5 separate regions of the Mus musculus genome follow, and regions 1, 2, 4 and 5 are each linked to region 3. Evidence: chromatin contacts called from public promoter capture Hi-C data. All regions are on one chromosome and are shown on one strand. Each heading gives the region's core, a stretch centred on a gene start, on an enhancer-like site or on the middle of the called end of the contact. The rest is flanking DNA. Distances are from core to core; before and after follow the strand shown.

What was found. Promoter capture Hi-C pulls out the DNA fragments that hold promoters and counts their contacts.
Region 1: a promoter capture Hi-C map of second pharyngeal arch cranial neural crest shows a contact between it and region 3. The contact joins the promoter of Cnpy1 here to the promoter of Mnx1 in region 3. A contact is called at or near these places in 14 of 39 promoter capture datasets (cranial neural crest, embryonic stem cells, epiblast stem cells and 9 more), 4 of 484 Hi-C or Micro-C datasets (cortical neurons, cranial neural crest and gonadal supporting cells) and 10 of 115 datasets of contacts at active chromatin or transcription factors (astrocytes, craniofacial prominence, embryonic forebrain and 5 more).
Region 2: a contact with region 3 is called in a promoter capture Hi-C map of hippocampal neurons, with 2.7 times the contacts expected there. The contact joins the promoter of Htr5a here to the promoter of Mnx1 in region 3. A contact is called at or near these places in 4 of 39 promoter capture datasets (the C10 cell line, hippocampal neurons, liver and 1 more).
Region 4: a contact with region 3 is called in a promoter capture Hi-C map of embryonic stem cells, with 2.8 times the contacts expected there. The contact joins the enhancer-like site here to the promoter of Mnx1 in region 3. A contact is called at or near these places in 7 of 39 promoter capture datasets (the C10 cell line, cranial neural crest, embryonic stem cells and 3 more) and 1 of 484 Hi-C or Micro-C datasets (embryonic stem cells).
Region 5: a promoter capture Hi-C map of embryonic stem cells shows a contact between it and region 3, with 4 times the contacts expected there. The contact joins the enhancer-like site here to the promoter of Mnx1 in region 3. A contact is called at or near these places in 11 of 39 promoter capture datasets (the 3T3-L1 cell line, the C10 cell line, the SN4741 cell line and 6 more) and 5 of 115 datasets of contacts at active chromatin or transcription factors (astrocytes, embryonic stem cells, pancreatic cancer cells and 1 more).

The regions. Positions count from the first base shown.
Region 1 is chr5:28,208,734-28,211,433 of GRCm38.p6, forward strand. Cnpy1 (canopy FGF signaling regulator 1) reads right to left here and starts at 1,435. Exons shown (of 3, transcript NM_001310511.1): 1 at 391-1,435. The coding sequence starts at 540.
Region 2 is chr5:27,840,634-27,843,333 of GRCm38.p6, forward strand. Htr5a (5-hydroxytryptamine (serotonin) receptor 5A) reads left to right here and starts at 1,314. Exons shown (of 2, transcript NM_008314.2): 1 at 1,314-2,556. The coding sequence starts at 1,816.
Region 3 is chr5:29,476,927-29,479,752 of GRCm38.p6, forward strand. Mnx1 (motor neuron and pancreas homeobox 1) reads right to left here and starts at 1,544. Exons shown (of 3, transcript NM_019944.2): 1 at 659-1,544. The coding sequence starts at 1,349.
Region 4 is chr5:27,817,685-27,820,408 of GRCm38.p6, forward strand. No RefSeq gene overlaps it. Among named protein-coding and RNA genes, the nearest start is that of Htr5a, 23 kb to the right of the region's middle. Within about 2 kb of position 1,442, at least 13 of the 459 cell types and tissues checked have an H3K27ac peak or open chromatin away from gene starts, as enhancers often do. A contact at or near this core is called in embryonic stem cells, where this site is marked.
Region 5 is chr5:28,397,589-28,400,288 of GRCm38.p6, forward strand. The region is part of intron 15 of Rbm33 (RNA binding motif protein 33); the gene reads left to right. Among named protein-coding and RNA genes, the nearest start is that of 9530036O11Rik, 68 kb to the right of the region's middle. Within about 2 kb of position 1,338, at least 55 of the 459 cell types and tissues checked have an H3K27ac peak or open chromatin away from gene starts, as enhancers often do. A contact at or near this core is called in embryonic stem cells, where this site is marked.

The DNA of each region.
Region 1 (2,700 bases), core at 185-2,684, 1.3 Mb before region 3:
ATATTTGTTAACGACTCTTGGCCTCCATTCGGATTTCAGCTGAGAAACCACAACCCCTGCTTCCTTAGGCAACAAGAAAGGCTCTCCATACCAGCAGAATACCCAGACAAGCAATGTGCAAATGGTGTCCATGTCCCCAGGACAGGGGACACAAGGCACCTTGCTTTTATAAAACTCCCTTCACCTTCCCCACAGATCACCGAAGCATGCCACCACCCCTGAGATGTCTCACAAGCCAAAGCACCAAGTGTTCAATGAAGACTTAAGCTGAGGGGCAGCACAGGACAGCAGGGCTGTGAGTGTACCTGACTGTGCACTGTTCATCAACCACTCAAGAGTAGCTCCAGGAAGGCAAGGGGAACCCCAACAGGCTCTTAGAAGGGGGCTTACCGCGAATTTCAAAGGTCTGAAGGCATCAGAATAAAAGAAGAACTTTTTATATTCTTTGTATATTTTGTCTCCCTTCCTCGGAGCATATCTCCTGAAATACTTCTGCTTGGTCACTGGGTCGTCCTCCAGCTGGTAATCGTTCATTCGCATACACACTTTATCCAAAAGGTCGATGAGGAACGCCTCGGACTGGGCCAGGGGAACCTACAAGAAGAACAGAACCAGCCAGGACACTTGCCCATGCCCACGCCCACGCCCACGCGGGTCCAGTGAACAAGTGAAGGGACGGCTTCCCGCAGCCGCATCATTCTTTATGCAGCTTAAAGCAGGCTTAAATTCTAGTGAGAAAATAACGTGCTTGACAGTGGACAGTAAGAGACAGAGAAATCTAGAAGCTGTACTTAAAGATAATTTTTAAAAGTTGTTGAGTAGAGGCTGAAGCACAGAAAATGGGAGGAGAGGGGGGCGTCGAGAGCGCATCAGTTCTGTGGGGAAGCCACACTTCTGCCCATCCCGCGTCGCGCTGCCCCCCTCGCCTTCCGGACTTCCCGAGGAGGCTATGCGGGGTCCACACCGAGGTTGTCAGGGGCAGCAGGGCCCGGTTGCCCCTCATCGGCCTCGGCTTGCTCTGGGAACAGCTGGCGCGCGTCCCGGGAGCCCCTCTCCCTCCAGGACCTGCCGGGGCGCGCTGGGATCCGTGCCACCACCTCCGCCCCGGGCGCGGGTCAAAGAGCACCCCGCGCCCTTGGAAACCGAGACAAAACCTTGTGCGGCGTCTAGACGGGTCAAGGTGCAGGAGGCCGGGTCCCTGCGGCTCCTTCCGGAAGGGGCGTGGAGCCGCCAAGGGCGTTCGTCCGGGCCCGCGGCTTTGCGGGCTTTCTCTCTCTCCACCCTCTGCTGATCAAAGAAGGAAGTTTGCATGACAACTGCGCTGAAAGGGGCTGCATGACAAATGAACTCGGTTTCTGCAGTGTTGATATATCCAGCTCCCTTTGTCCCCTTTCACACGCAGTGTGAACCCTTCCGGTGCCAACGACTGCGCGACATTCACTGGCGCGCTCGGGGCGCACAAAGGGTCCCGACGTTTCCCCGCCATCTGGCCGCAAAGCCGATCCGCAATTAATTTGAAAGCGCGGATGGCGGAGCCCGAGAGGAACACTCCCTGATCGCCGCCGCCCCCAGCGTCCACCAGGAACCGACCCCAGGCACGCACTTTACCCGGAGCGCAGGGACGGAGCACGAGGATCGCGCCGCACCTGCTGCGGCCCAGGTGAACCTCAGGCCACCGGGAACTCTCAAGGCTCTTGCTTCGCAAGAGCAATTAATTAAATGCGTCTGCGAACTAAAATGAGAACACTTCACAGCAGGTGTCAAGTTTTTTTTTTTTCAAATTCAGTAAACTAAAAATAAATAAATGTCTACAGTGAAAAACCTAGATTCTACAATGGCACTTTCAAATACAAATGGCATTTTTATCTGTGCTTTTCAAGCTTTATAAGTTGCAAAGAAGAAATTCACAGGTTTACTGGCACAACTGAAAATCGGATGACTCTCCGGTAAACTCGGAGAGTTTACTGGGAAAGGCGCGAGATCGCAAAGGTGAATTCTCACACGAAAGACTCAAAGCAGGTCTTTAACACAACGAGGGCTCGGATTTTCCGGGATGCCCGACTGTTGAGCATCTTTCCTTAACTGTTAACGTAAAAGTGTCAGTTTATAGTTGTCCACAAAGCAGGATTTTAAGTCACAGCGAAAGAGGGTCATTCATTTAAAAAAACCTAACAGCAACTAGGAATTTCATTCTCTCCTTCCCTCTCCCATGAAAAAAAGCAAGCAGGCTCTGTGTAGGAGTGGGGAAGGGTCTTGGGTGGGACGTCTCAGGCATAGGGAAAGGGCCCTGGGAAGACCAGTCCGGTTACCAGGTCGGAAGGTCCTCACATACTAAGCGTGTCTTCGCCTCCTTAGAAACTGTTCTGTTTTAGTTCCCTTTTCAAGTTGACCTAATACCTAGAGCTGTGTACAGAAGAATGCTGAGTCTTAGAAGTTTGTTTTAAAGTATAACCTTACACCTTTGGATAAGGAGGCAGTGTGCCCTCCTTTAGCACAAATAGTGTGTGTGTGTGTGTGTGTGTGTGTGTGTGTGTGTGTGTGTGTGTTCGCGCGCGCGCGTGAATTTCTACAGGTTTTGTTTTGCCCTTTTTTTTTTTTAAGTCTGAAGATTGACAGCTTTTGAATGGCGTTAGCTAGCTAGCCTTTTGCAGTAGTCTTTAAAATCAGGCGCAGTTGCTGCTGAGGGCTTACAGGATGCTA
Region 2 (2,700 bases), core at 64-2,563, 1.6 Mb before region 3:
GTGTACTACCATATCCTCTTATTTATGTATTACTATTATTATTATGCACACACACAAGCTCCTGTGTGTACTGTGTGTATGTGGGTGTCATAAGCCATAGTGCACATGCAGAGAGACAGCTTTCTGCAGTTGCTTCTCTCCTTGAGGGCTGGGGCTGTAGCTCAATGACAGTGTTCTTTGCCTAGTATGTGCAAAGCTCTGGGCCTCAACTCTTACACTGAAACAAAGAAAACTCCTAGGTCAGACCTTTTGATAGTTTTACAAGCATGCATGGGTAATTTTTTTAAATTTTATTTCATTTATTTTTTGAGTCGGAGTCTCACTATGTAGCCCTGGCTGGCCCTGACCTTGCAGAGCTCCACCGGCCCCAAGCTCAAGTGCTAGGATTAAGGGCTGAACCATCATGACTGTCTCAATACTTTTCAAGCATGTTTCAAGCATTTCAAGTGCCGTAGAGATTTTCTCTTTTTTTTCTTTAGGGTTTGTTTTTGTTGTATGTGTATGTTTACATGCTTGTATGTGTACATGGTGCCTGTGGAAGCCAGAATAAGGTGTCATATCCCCTGGACATGGAGTTACAGCCAGTTGTGGGCCACTGTGTGAGTCAGTCCTGCGAACCAAAGCAGGTTCTCAGCAAGGGAAGCCAATGATCTTAATGGCTGAGCCATTCCCTCCAGCTTCTTTTCCATAGAAACTTCTGTAGAGTCACTAGAGAGGCTCCTGTAAGCCTCTTTCTAAGCTCAGGAAACAAGCACCCTATCTCCAACAGTCATCAATCTTTCTCCTTTAAAACAAACAACTCTTTAAGTGAGGCCACCGAGCTCTCCGAGTTAGGAGGCAACCACATACGGAAACCTGGAAGGGAACAACAGTAGGCTGTTAGGAAGTTAGTTGGTTAGTTGGTTGGTTAGTTAGCCTAACCCAGGACACCTGTACTTCAAGCAAATGGCTCGAAGTCTCAAAATCACCTTCAGAGGGAGCATGAGTGCTGGAAGAAGGGTTTAGGAAAGTTTACTAATTAATTCCCGGCCACTGACCCAGTGGTAAAGAGCGATGGGACTGTGGATAGACACCAAGCTGCGTGCTGGTATAGGCAGCGGCACCGTGGACAGCGCCAAGCACTGAGCTGCACACAAAGCCAGTGCTGAATACTCCCATGCAGAGAGCCGGGTGGAGAGAGGCGGCTTCATCAGCTGATGCCTTACGTAGTGCGGGAGCCCCACTTTGCTAAAGCAGGTCTGGGTGGGCGCGCCAGCGTGCCCTCTCGGAGCAGCAGCCTCAGGCACGGTGGAGAGAGATCAGGACAGGGCAGAAGGCCATCTCCAGAAAGCAGGTATCTACGTGGCTTCCAGTCCCCAACCCCCACCCCTCGGAGCCACTGCCGGGAGAGGGGGGAGGTGGGCAAGGAGCAACCCTGGACCAGCGACTGTTCTGACGCACTAGCTGAGTTCTGGGCATCCACCCTGCACTGGGCGGGGGCCGACCTCAAGGATGCTCTGCTGCAGGCGACCAGACAACAGTCTCCGCCTAGGTGAGGAACAGCAGGCATGTGATAGCAAAGGCGGGCCCTGGCTTCTAGATTCAGCCCCTTGAGTCCGCTTTCCATATCTCTAAGGATACCTGGGCTGCGCTGCTTGTAGCCCAGCACCCTCCTCTCTGCTACAATTTCCTCCGGACTCTGACTGGGTGGAGACTGAGGCCAGGTTCTTGGCTCTTAGCAAAATCCTCTCCATTGGCCATCGGTCGCAAACATCTAGATTGACTTCAGTGGGCTCGGTGGCAACACAGTCTAAACACAGGTGTCCTGGGACAGCAATGGATCTGCCTGTAAACTTGACCTCCTTTTCTCTCTCTACTCCCTCCTCTTTGGAACCTAACCGCAGCTTGGACACGGAAGTCCTGCGCCCTAGTCGGCCTTTTCTCTCAGCTTTCCGAGTGCTAGTCCTGACTTTGTTGGGCTTTCTAGCTGCGGCCACATTCACTTGGAACCTGCTGGTGCTGGCTACCATCCTCAAGGTACGCACCTTCCACCGAGTACCACACAACCTGGTAGCTTCCATGGCCATCTCGGATGTGCTAGTGGCTGTGCTGGTTATGCCACTGAGCCTGGTACATGAGCTGTCTGGGCGCCGCTGGCAGCTGGGCCGGCGTCTATGCCAGCTGTGGATCGCATGTGACGTGCTCTGCTGTACTGCCAGCATCTGGAATGTGACAGCAATAGCTCTGGACCGCTACTGGTCAATCACGCGCCACCTGGAGTACACACTCCGTACCCGCAAGCGTGTCTCCAATGTGATGATCCTGCTCACCTGGGCACTCTCCACTGTCATCTCTCTGGCTCCACTGCTATTTGGCTGGGGAGAGACTTATTCTGAGCCCAGTGAGGAATGCCAAGTCAGTCGCGAGCCTTCCTACACCGTGTTCTCCACCGTGGGTGCCTTCTACCTGCCGCTGTGCGTGGTGCTCTTTGTGTACTGGAAAATTTACAGGGCGGCGAAATTCCGCATGGGCTCCAGGAAGACCAACAGCGTCTCCCCCGTACCCGAAGCTGTGGAGGTGGGTGCTATAAGGATCGTTAGAAAATACGTCACTTGTATCTCACAGGCTTTTCTTGCAGCGCACTTCACCTTATGTCTGTGGAAGGTAAAACTCTCCAGTTTGGGGAGAGGTAGATGAGGGAGGAAGGGGGGGCTCAAGAGC
Region 3 (2,826 bases), core at 294-2,793:
TATTTATAGACCCGGTGACCTTATATTCAAACAGACCAGTTCGACATCATTTGGAGGGACGCCCACCCTCACCAACACACACACACACACACACACACACACACACACACACAGAGAGAGAGAGAGAGACAGAGACAGAGACAGAGACAGAGACAGACAGAGACAGACAGAGAGACAGAGACATGCAAATGTCTTGCCCTTCAAAGGAAGGCAGAGTCCTTACAAGGGCCACGGAAGAGCTACTTCTGGACCCAGTGATGTGTCTCTTCATAGCCTATAATGGAACCTCTGACAAAGTTCATTTTCTCAAGATAAGTCCCCGGTTTCAGCGACCCCCAAAACCTGCCCTAATCGAGGCTAGCCTTTCCGCGCACTTCCTTGTCCAGCTTGCAGGTTATTCTTTAGGTTTTAGCCTCACACCTCCAACCTCCCCTGTCTGTTAAGAGAGATAGAGAGGCCAAGGCCTGCTTGTGGCCATCTTAATAATTTGAGGCTCCTTTCATTCTGTGCGGCCCACGAGAGGCCTCACAGGCCCAGGAATGAGCCACAGAGGCTTCGATGCTCTTCCACAGCTCGCTAGGAGGTGAGAGCAAAAGGAAGGGGGTGCGAGAGAGGAGGATGCGCGTGAGAACTGTCCGGGTGCGGCGCAGGTACTCACAGCTGAAGTCCGGCATCTTGGGCAGGATCATGCCCGCAGTAGACGCGCGCAGCCACTGGTCCAGTTGGAAGGTGCTGGCACCCAGCTTGATGGGGTCGGCAGGGTGCGCAGGGTGCGCGCCCTGCACCTGAGGGTATGAGTAGGAAAGCGCCGGGTGCTGGCCAGCTAGCGCGGCCGCTGCAGCTGCTGCCGAATAACTGTAGACCGGGTGTCCATAGAGAGCCGCCTGTGCAGGGAGGCCCGCGCCGCCCTGTGCGCCCCCCGGGTGCAGCCCCAGTGCCAGGCCACCGGCAGCCGCGGCAGCGGCAGCGGCAGCCGCGGCGGCTGCTGCACCAGGGTGCGCGTGGTGGTGGGGAGTGCCCGGCCCACCCGCCGCGCCGCCGCCTCCTCCGGCGCCCAGGAATCCGGGCTTGGGCAGCAGCGCGCAGTGTGCAGCCAGCAAGCGTGGGGGCGACGGGCTCTCAGCTCTCAGCCGGTCACCGGGCGCTGCAGTGGCCTCCGAGGATGCGGGACTGCAGCTACGGCTCGCCCCGCTACTGGTCCCCCCGCCGCCGCTGCCGCCGCGGCCGGGACCAGATACTGTAGTCGCGAGGGAAGTGACCAAGGCCAGAGGCGCGCTCTGCGTGGAGGCGGCTCGCGGGGGATCCACGGCCAGCAGGGCGTCGATGCGGAAATTTTTGGATTTTTCCATCGGCTCGATTGGAGCTGACAATCAGGGTCCAAGGGTGGGCGATGCAGTCGTGTGCGGGCTTACGGAGACTGAGCGTGGCGGTGGCCAGCCTTGGGGCCGGTATTGTTACTGCGATTTTTTGCCAATAAAGTCGCAGCCGGAAACTCAGCTGAGAGCGACCATCGTCCAGGCGCCTCCTCTTTGCGGTCCTCGTGGGGACCGCGCTCCACTCACTGGTATGAACTTCCACCGGAGCGCTCCTGCGAGTTTGTGTTGGGGAGACCGGCTCTCTGCTCTCAAGAGCTCAAGCGACCGCATCGAGGCCACTGGTGCCTTGGTGGGGACCCGCGCCCCTCCGCACACTTGAAGCTCAGGGCGGTCTGGGATTGGCGCGCTCAGCGGGGGCCCGAGGAGGGCTGTCTGCCCGGCGATTGGCCGAGGGGCTCACCTGTCACGGTCCAATTAGCCTGACGCCCCGCCCCTGCGCCCCCAGGTCCTAAGCAGCCGGTGGTGAACAGCGTAGGTGGCCGGAGGAGGCAGGTTGGAGAGTTTGGAGGCTGAACACAAGCTTACTGCTTCCTTGCTGCTGGGAGAGTGGTGAGCGCCAGTAACCCTGGGTCCCAGTGAGTGCCCCCCGAGTCCCTTTGACACCTTGTTCCTCCAGAGGCGGACGCCTTATCTTCCTCCAGCTACTCGCGCTCCCTTGAGGGAGTTGTGGAATGTTCTGCACTGAGGAACTAGGTGGGTCCTCACCCCTGAAGTCCACTAGGTACCCAAAACGGGACCCTGAGCTTAGTACACTGAAGACTGTTCGGTTTCCCAAAATCTCTCGCGTTCCTGAGTGTTGATTGCTTCAAGATGGTTTGCGTCCCTGTCATTAACCCTCAGCAGGTCGAACCTTCTTATCTGCCCCTCCCCCAAAAGTATCATGCGCCGCAAATGTTTGTTTGTAGGGTTTCGGTGTGTATAAATACGGTATTAGAGGTTGAAGCCTACAAATCTTCAGTCAGAGTGGAGAGAGAGCAGTTTTCCAACTCAGAGATGCACATTGACTTGAAGGTCGTTTGCACAGGTGCCACTGAGCCGGACCTAGGTGAGAACCAAGTTCTATTAGAGCCTTGCCTTGTGGGGGTGTAGGAAAAAGGCTTTGCGGGAATTGGCCGAGGACTGCTCCCTCGGACTGAGCCAGTTCGCAGGCTAAGGGAGCCACTATCAGGCTCTCGCCTCCTCCTGCCGGCCGAGTTCAGGAAAATCAAGAAAGGGCTTCCAGAGACCGTATTAAAGTGTGAATCCAGACCTCAGCCTGCGCACATATCAAATATTTACTGTAAACACGCTTCCGGGGGCTTTTTTTTTTTAATGTAACGAATCAATAAGTAGTTTGAGAAATCAAGCTTTCTCGCTAGCTCCATTCTCGGGTATCTTCCCCAAACACGAGGGGAAAGTGGGAGGGAGTTCCAGGTCTCTGGATCGCGGCTTCCCAACCAGGTGAGAGGTT
Region 4 (2,724 bases), core at 192-2,691, 1.7 Mb before region 3:
TAGCTATGGTGGTTTCCAAACATCTTCATATACAGGAAATGGATACCAGGGAGGTGGATCCAGCAGGACAATAGATTCCAAGACGGTGAGCACCATGGTGAATGAGGCAGTGGTTGTGGGGGAAGAGGTGGTCGAGGGGATCAGGGAGGATGCAGAAGCCAGGGAGGAGGCTGGGGAGGAAGCGGGAGCCAGACTTATCATAAAGGGGCCAGTTTGAACAGCACTTCCAACATGGAGGCTATCAGTATAGTCATTCTGGATTTGGACAAGGAAGACATTATACTAGTTGAGGCTACAGAAACTCATATTTTGCTAGAGCTCAAGTAATAGAAACTTAGTTTCAGAATCCTGAATCCAACATCTATTTGGAATGAATGTAAGACCACAGGTAGTAGGCATACTCCTGCTTAGGATAACCATTTGCTGGTTTTCATTCAATTCTTTCTCTCTTTATTACTAAACAGTTTTACATAACACTGTTTATTTAAGAAACATATCTCTTCTTTCTATGAAACAAATTTTAAACACAATTTAAGTTGCCTTTAGTTGACCAGTAGACTATTCCAGTTGGAACATACATGGTTTTTGAAGAAATTACTTGAATAAAATAGTTTTCACATTTTCAATATGCAAATTTTGAAAATGAGGATTTGCCTAGACTTTTTTAATATTTACTGCTGGGAAACTTTCCTCATATTAACAACCCATGTGTGTTTTTTGTAGACTATCTTCTGCTGTCTACTTTCCGAGCATAGCTCTGCCCTGATGGGCATTCAGAGAGATTTTGTCACCTTTCTTTTTGGTAGACCTGTTGGGTTGGTTCCTATTACATGAACTCTTTTGCAGATAGCACATTCAGTAGCCTTATCCTGTTGGTGGAATACTGTACCATATGCTCCTCCAAAATCCATGAACATGGCTAAAATCCATAAAAACAACAAAAGCAAACTAAGTTGTAAACTTAGTTTGTTAGTTAAGTGTAGGCACTTATCCATCCGAGACAAAAGTTCCTCCTTCACCCTTGTTTTTACTTGAAATTCGCTAGAAGAAATGGCGAGCAGATATCTGTTTCACGCACTAGTTAATGCTACAGGCTCAGCAGATACAAGTTAGCTTGCTTTAGGCAAGAGACCTTTCTTGTGATGGACATGCACTACGAAGTGAGATGGAGTCCTGCTCAGTGCAGGAGGCCCTTCATTATTGCTGCAGAAGACAAAAGCCTGGCTGAGTCACTCTCCACGTCTATATATATACATGTAAACACTGTCAATCTGTGGAAGAAAGTGGCTGGAAGTGTGTTTTGTCTGAGAGGTGAGCAATAAAACACCTGTACATTCTCAAAAAAAAAAAAAAAAAAAAGAGCTGTCTGTATTCTGCACCCAGGCATTAAAGGTATGTGGTAAGAGTGAGCCAACCACAACTAGAAACAGGTTTTTCAAGTAAACAACACCTTCTGCAACAGTGCTGTGTGGGGGTGACAGAGCTCTGTATGTCTATGGTCTGCATGTACCATGGGGCTGAGGACAAATCTGTTGGCATCTTTTCCCATAGTTTCCTTGGGCATGGTGGAACTCAAGTCTTTGTCTTCCTCCTCCAGTATTTAGCGGCCTAGAGTTGATTTAATTGGATTGGAACTGATTTCTGTGTAATTTGGTCATTAAACAGCTTTGCCCAGCAAGCCAGGCATCAAGGTAGGATAAACAAAGGACTGCTCTCTCCCTGATTGTAAAGGAATTTTAATCCAGCAACAAGGCTGCTCTGAAGGTCACATCCAAGGACCTTCTAGGTCTGAGTGATCCAATTGTCATGCAGACACACCCTTAGTACATACTTTGAATCCCTCTGGTTAGAATCCTTTAGCACACACTTTTTTTTTTCCATTTTTTATTAGGTATTTAGCTCATTTACATTTCCAATGCTATACCAAAAGTCCCCCATACCCACCCACCCCCACTCCCCTACCCACCCACTCCCCCTTTTTGGCCTTGGCGTTCCCCTGTACTGGGGCATATAAAGTTTGCGTGTCCAATGGGCCTCTCTTTCCAGTGATGGCCGACTATAGCACACACTTTTAATCCCAAACAATGACATCAAATTGAGAGGCAAAGAGGCCAATCAGAACTTTCTGATTTTTTTGACTGAATGTGTCAGAGATAGGACATACCCAACTCTCAGGAGAAACACTATTTAAGAGCAACACAAGGAGAGAGAGAGATCTGTTCAGTCTAGTTGAGTGGAGTTGTTCGTTTGGTGAGGGCATTGGTGGCAACTGAGCTCCTTTGTGTGATTCTGCAAACAGTTCACGCCAGAAAATAAGAAGGAGCCAGAAGATTAGAACATGTTGCCATGTTCTAATTTGAGGCCAAGGGAAGCAATCCCTTGAGAATTCTAGAGAGGCCAAATTGAGTCAGTCTTCCTGAGAGGACTTAGGTTGTACCAGCTGAGTTGACCCAGCCAGCCAGAGTTCAGAGAGAAGCAGAACTTATTCAAATGCAAGCCTCAGAGACAACAATTACATCTGGCAAATAAAAAATACATCTAGTATATCTGGCTTATATCTGGTGCCCCAAGTGTCTCGAAGAAAACCCCAGTGTGAATGGCTACAAATACCACCAACATTGCAAGAAGCAGAGGACAGGAGTCCTCTGACAGAAAGCCCCATATAAAATTCACCAGGGGTTGTCTGGAGAGAAACATTGTTTACTCAGGTTCTGCTGGGTGCCG
Region 5 (2,700 bases), core at 88-2,587, 1.1 Mb before region 3:
GTGAGCCTGGTGTGACTCGCAGTGGGTGTTTCTTGTCTTTCATAGCTAATTTAAAAATTAAATCATTCATCTTTGCATATTTCATTTTGATTTTTGAGATAGGGTTTCATGTAGTTCTGAATTTGCTATGTAGTTTGAATTCCTGATGTTTTTGCCTACATTACCAGATACAAGAATTAAAGTGGGTTGCCACTATACCCGACTTTCTTGAATTTTTTTTAAATCGTGAAAGATGGAGAGTCTGAGTTTAAGACAGTAGATTTTAGTCATTTCTTTAATTATGTTACCTTTAAAGATGTTTTCATTCATTTGTCTTCTAGTTGTTGTACATTAGTTCTTTTTATTGGAATTATTTAGGTCCTCTTTATTAAAACAATTTCATCGTGATAATAGGAAACAATCCTAAAGATTTTCACAAGAATGATTTCTTGGGGGCTGGAGAGATGGCTCAGTGGTTAAGAGTACTGGCTTGTCTTCTAGAGGTCTTGAGTTCAATTCCCAGCAACCACAAGGTAGCTCACAACTGTCTATACTAGGATCTGATGCCCTCTTCTGGCATGAAAGTGTCTGTACGGATAGAGCACTCATTTACATAAAATAAATAATTTTTTTCTCTTAAGAATAACTTCTTGATATTCTGTGTACTTGTGATGGCTGGATCACTGTTCAGTTATGCCTGGAGGAAGATGCTGTGTTTCATATAGAGCTTGTTGTTGGCACCATATCTGGCATTGACTGCTCTGAAACTCATTTTTTATAGCACATAGAACTTGAAGCTCTCCTTCTCCAGGGTCACAAGCTAGCCTTCTGTGTGATCATCTGACACATAAAAGCTTCCCTGCTTTTGCTATAGAAAAACCCATGCTTGGGTAGTTGTCTATCTTGGCTGCTTCTGGGATTCTGTGCTGCTGCTGTTTCTTCTTTCTCTTCATCATCACCATCTTCATCATCATCTCAATTTTCTGCCTATAAATGCTAGGTCTGGTGGCTGGGAGGAGTTCTAGAAGAAAATCGGTGGCAGATTAAAGTGTTCCTGAGGATTTAAAGAGGTCTGTGCTTCCTGCTGGCATTTGCAATGGCTACTGTTTGTCTAGGGTTGAGCATGTGCCACTCACATTTTCATTTCACTGTGGAGCAAACTGAGTCTCCACATAACGAAGCAGTAGGTCCAGACATCTGGTTGGGTTCAATTCTGAGTCTTGGCCCTATTTAATAATAAAAGCAAAGGTAGGAAACATCAAAAGTTTATTTCCTGTGACTGCTGGGACCATCAGTCCTTCTCTGATTAACCTTAGAAACAAGCAGTTAAAACAAAGCCTTCAGCCTCTTCTGGCTCCTGAGAGGTGAAACCCAGCTCACCTCTGAGTGACCTTGGTTACTTGATTTACATCTTTGCTTATCAGTAAAACAAAGGCCTAGTTCCTTTCCGGGAACTATCCTTTGGTTGAAGGGAGAAAGTGGAAAGTAGGCAGATACTTTATCCTGATCCCGGTTATGAAAGATTTAGAAATTTGGCAGCAAACTAAGTAAACAGTTGTCTTCTTTGAGCACATGGAGAAGTGGGAGAGACTCAGGACCCCCACCCAGCAGGAAAGCTGGCTGGTCCGCAGTGGGCTTCTTTGTATTTGTTTTTAAAGGCTGTCCTACTATCCCGTGGAAGACCTCAGTTGATCTATGGGAGCTTGCTTTGGAAAATGGGGTGAATTTGTCCCTCTTCTTCCCTGTCTTAGAGAGGCAGTGAGGGTATCTCCGTCCTTCTCACCAGGCTTCCTTTAGAGACAGTGTGTGGGTCCCTCTTTCTGTGGGTCACAGGCTAAATTTCGTTTTGTTACATCTTGGATGAAAGAGAAAATTTGAGGCCTTGTCCCTTTCCCACATCCACCAGGGGTTTCTATCTTGTACTGCATTTGCTCCTCCACCCCCACCCTCTGTCTCTCTGTATTTCAATGTCCATTTATGACTAAGTAATTTCTCTTCCTCCGGTGGTTTATGAGAAGATTGGAGGTACAGAGTGCTGCCTTAGGCCAGAGGCACTAGAGACTGTAGCTACACACTGTATAGTGCACCAGCCTAGCCTGGGGTCTCACCCAGAGCCATATGTTTGATTTCTGGTCTCCTTTTAGTCTGGAGCAGTCTCTTGGTTTTTATGTTGCTTGCCTTTGACCTTTTAAAAGACTACAGTCTGTGATTTTTGTGGCCTTTGCTGTAATTTACATCTTATCTATTGCTTCTTCTGATATGTTTGAGGTTGTTTGTGTTTGGCAGGCTCGACATAGAAGGGAATGTGTCCTTGGTGTGGCTGTGCAGACTTGCCCTATATTGCTGAGATTAGCTTTAATGACTTAGGTGAGGCAGTGTTTGCCAAGTCTTTTCTACAGCTGGCCTTACCCACTGTAAGTTGTAGTTGGGAAGGAGCTCTGAGTGCCCCACTTACTACACTATCTTCTTACCATCCAGCACTGATGTGTCCAGTTCTAGTGTGCCTTGTGTATCTGCTCTTACTTGTTCATTTTCTTAACTTTAGTCAGCTTTGTGAGGTTTGGGTTTTTCAGTGAACTGTCACGGCCATTATTTACGTTGATGCTAGATCTCATCATGATTCGCTAGAGGGGCTCTCTTCTTATTGGCTTCTGTGTCCATAGAGAACTCTCCATTGTTCTTTGAATGTATGCTTATTTCCCTATACTCAAACTCTTGTTT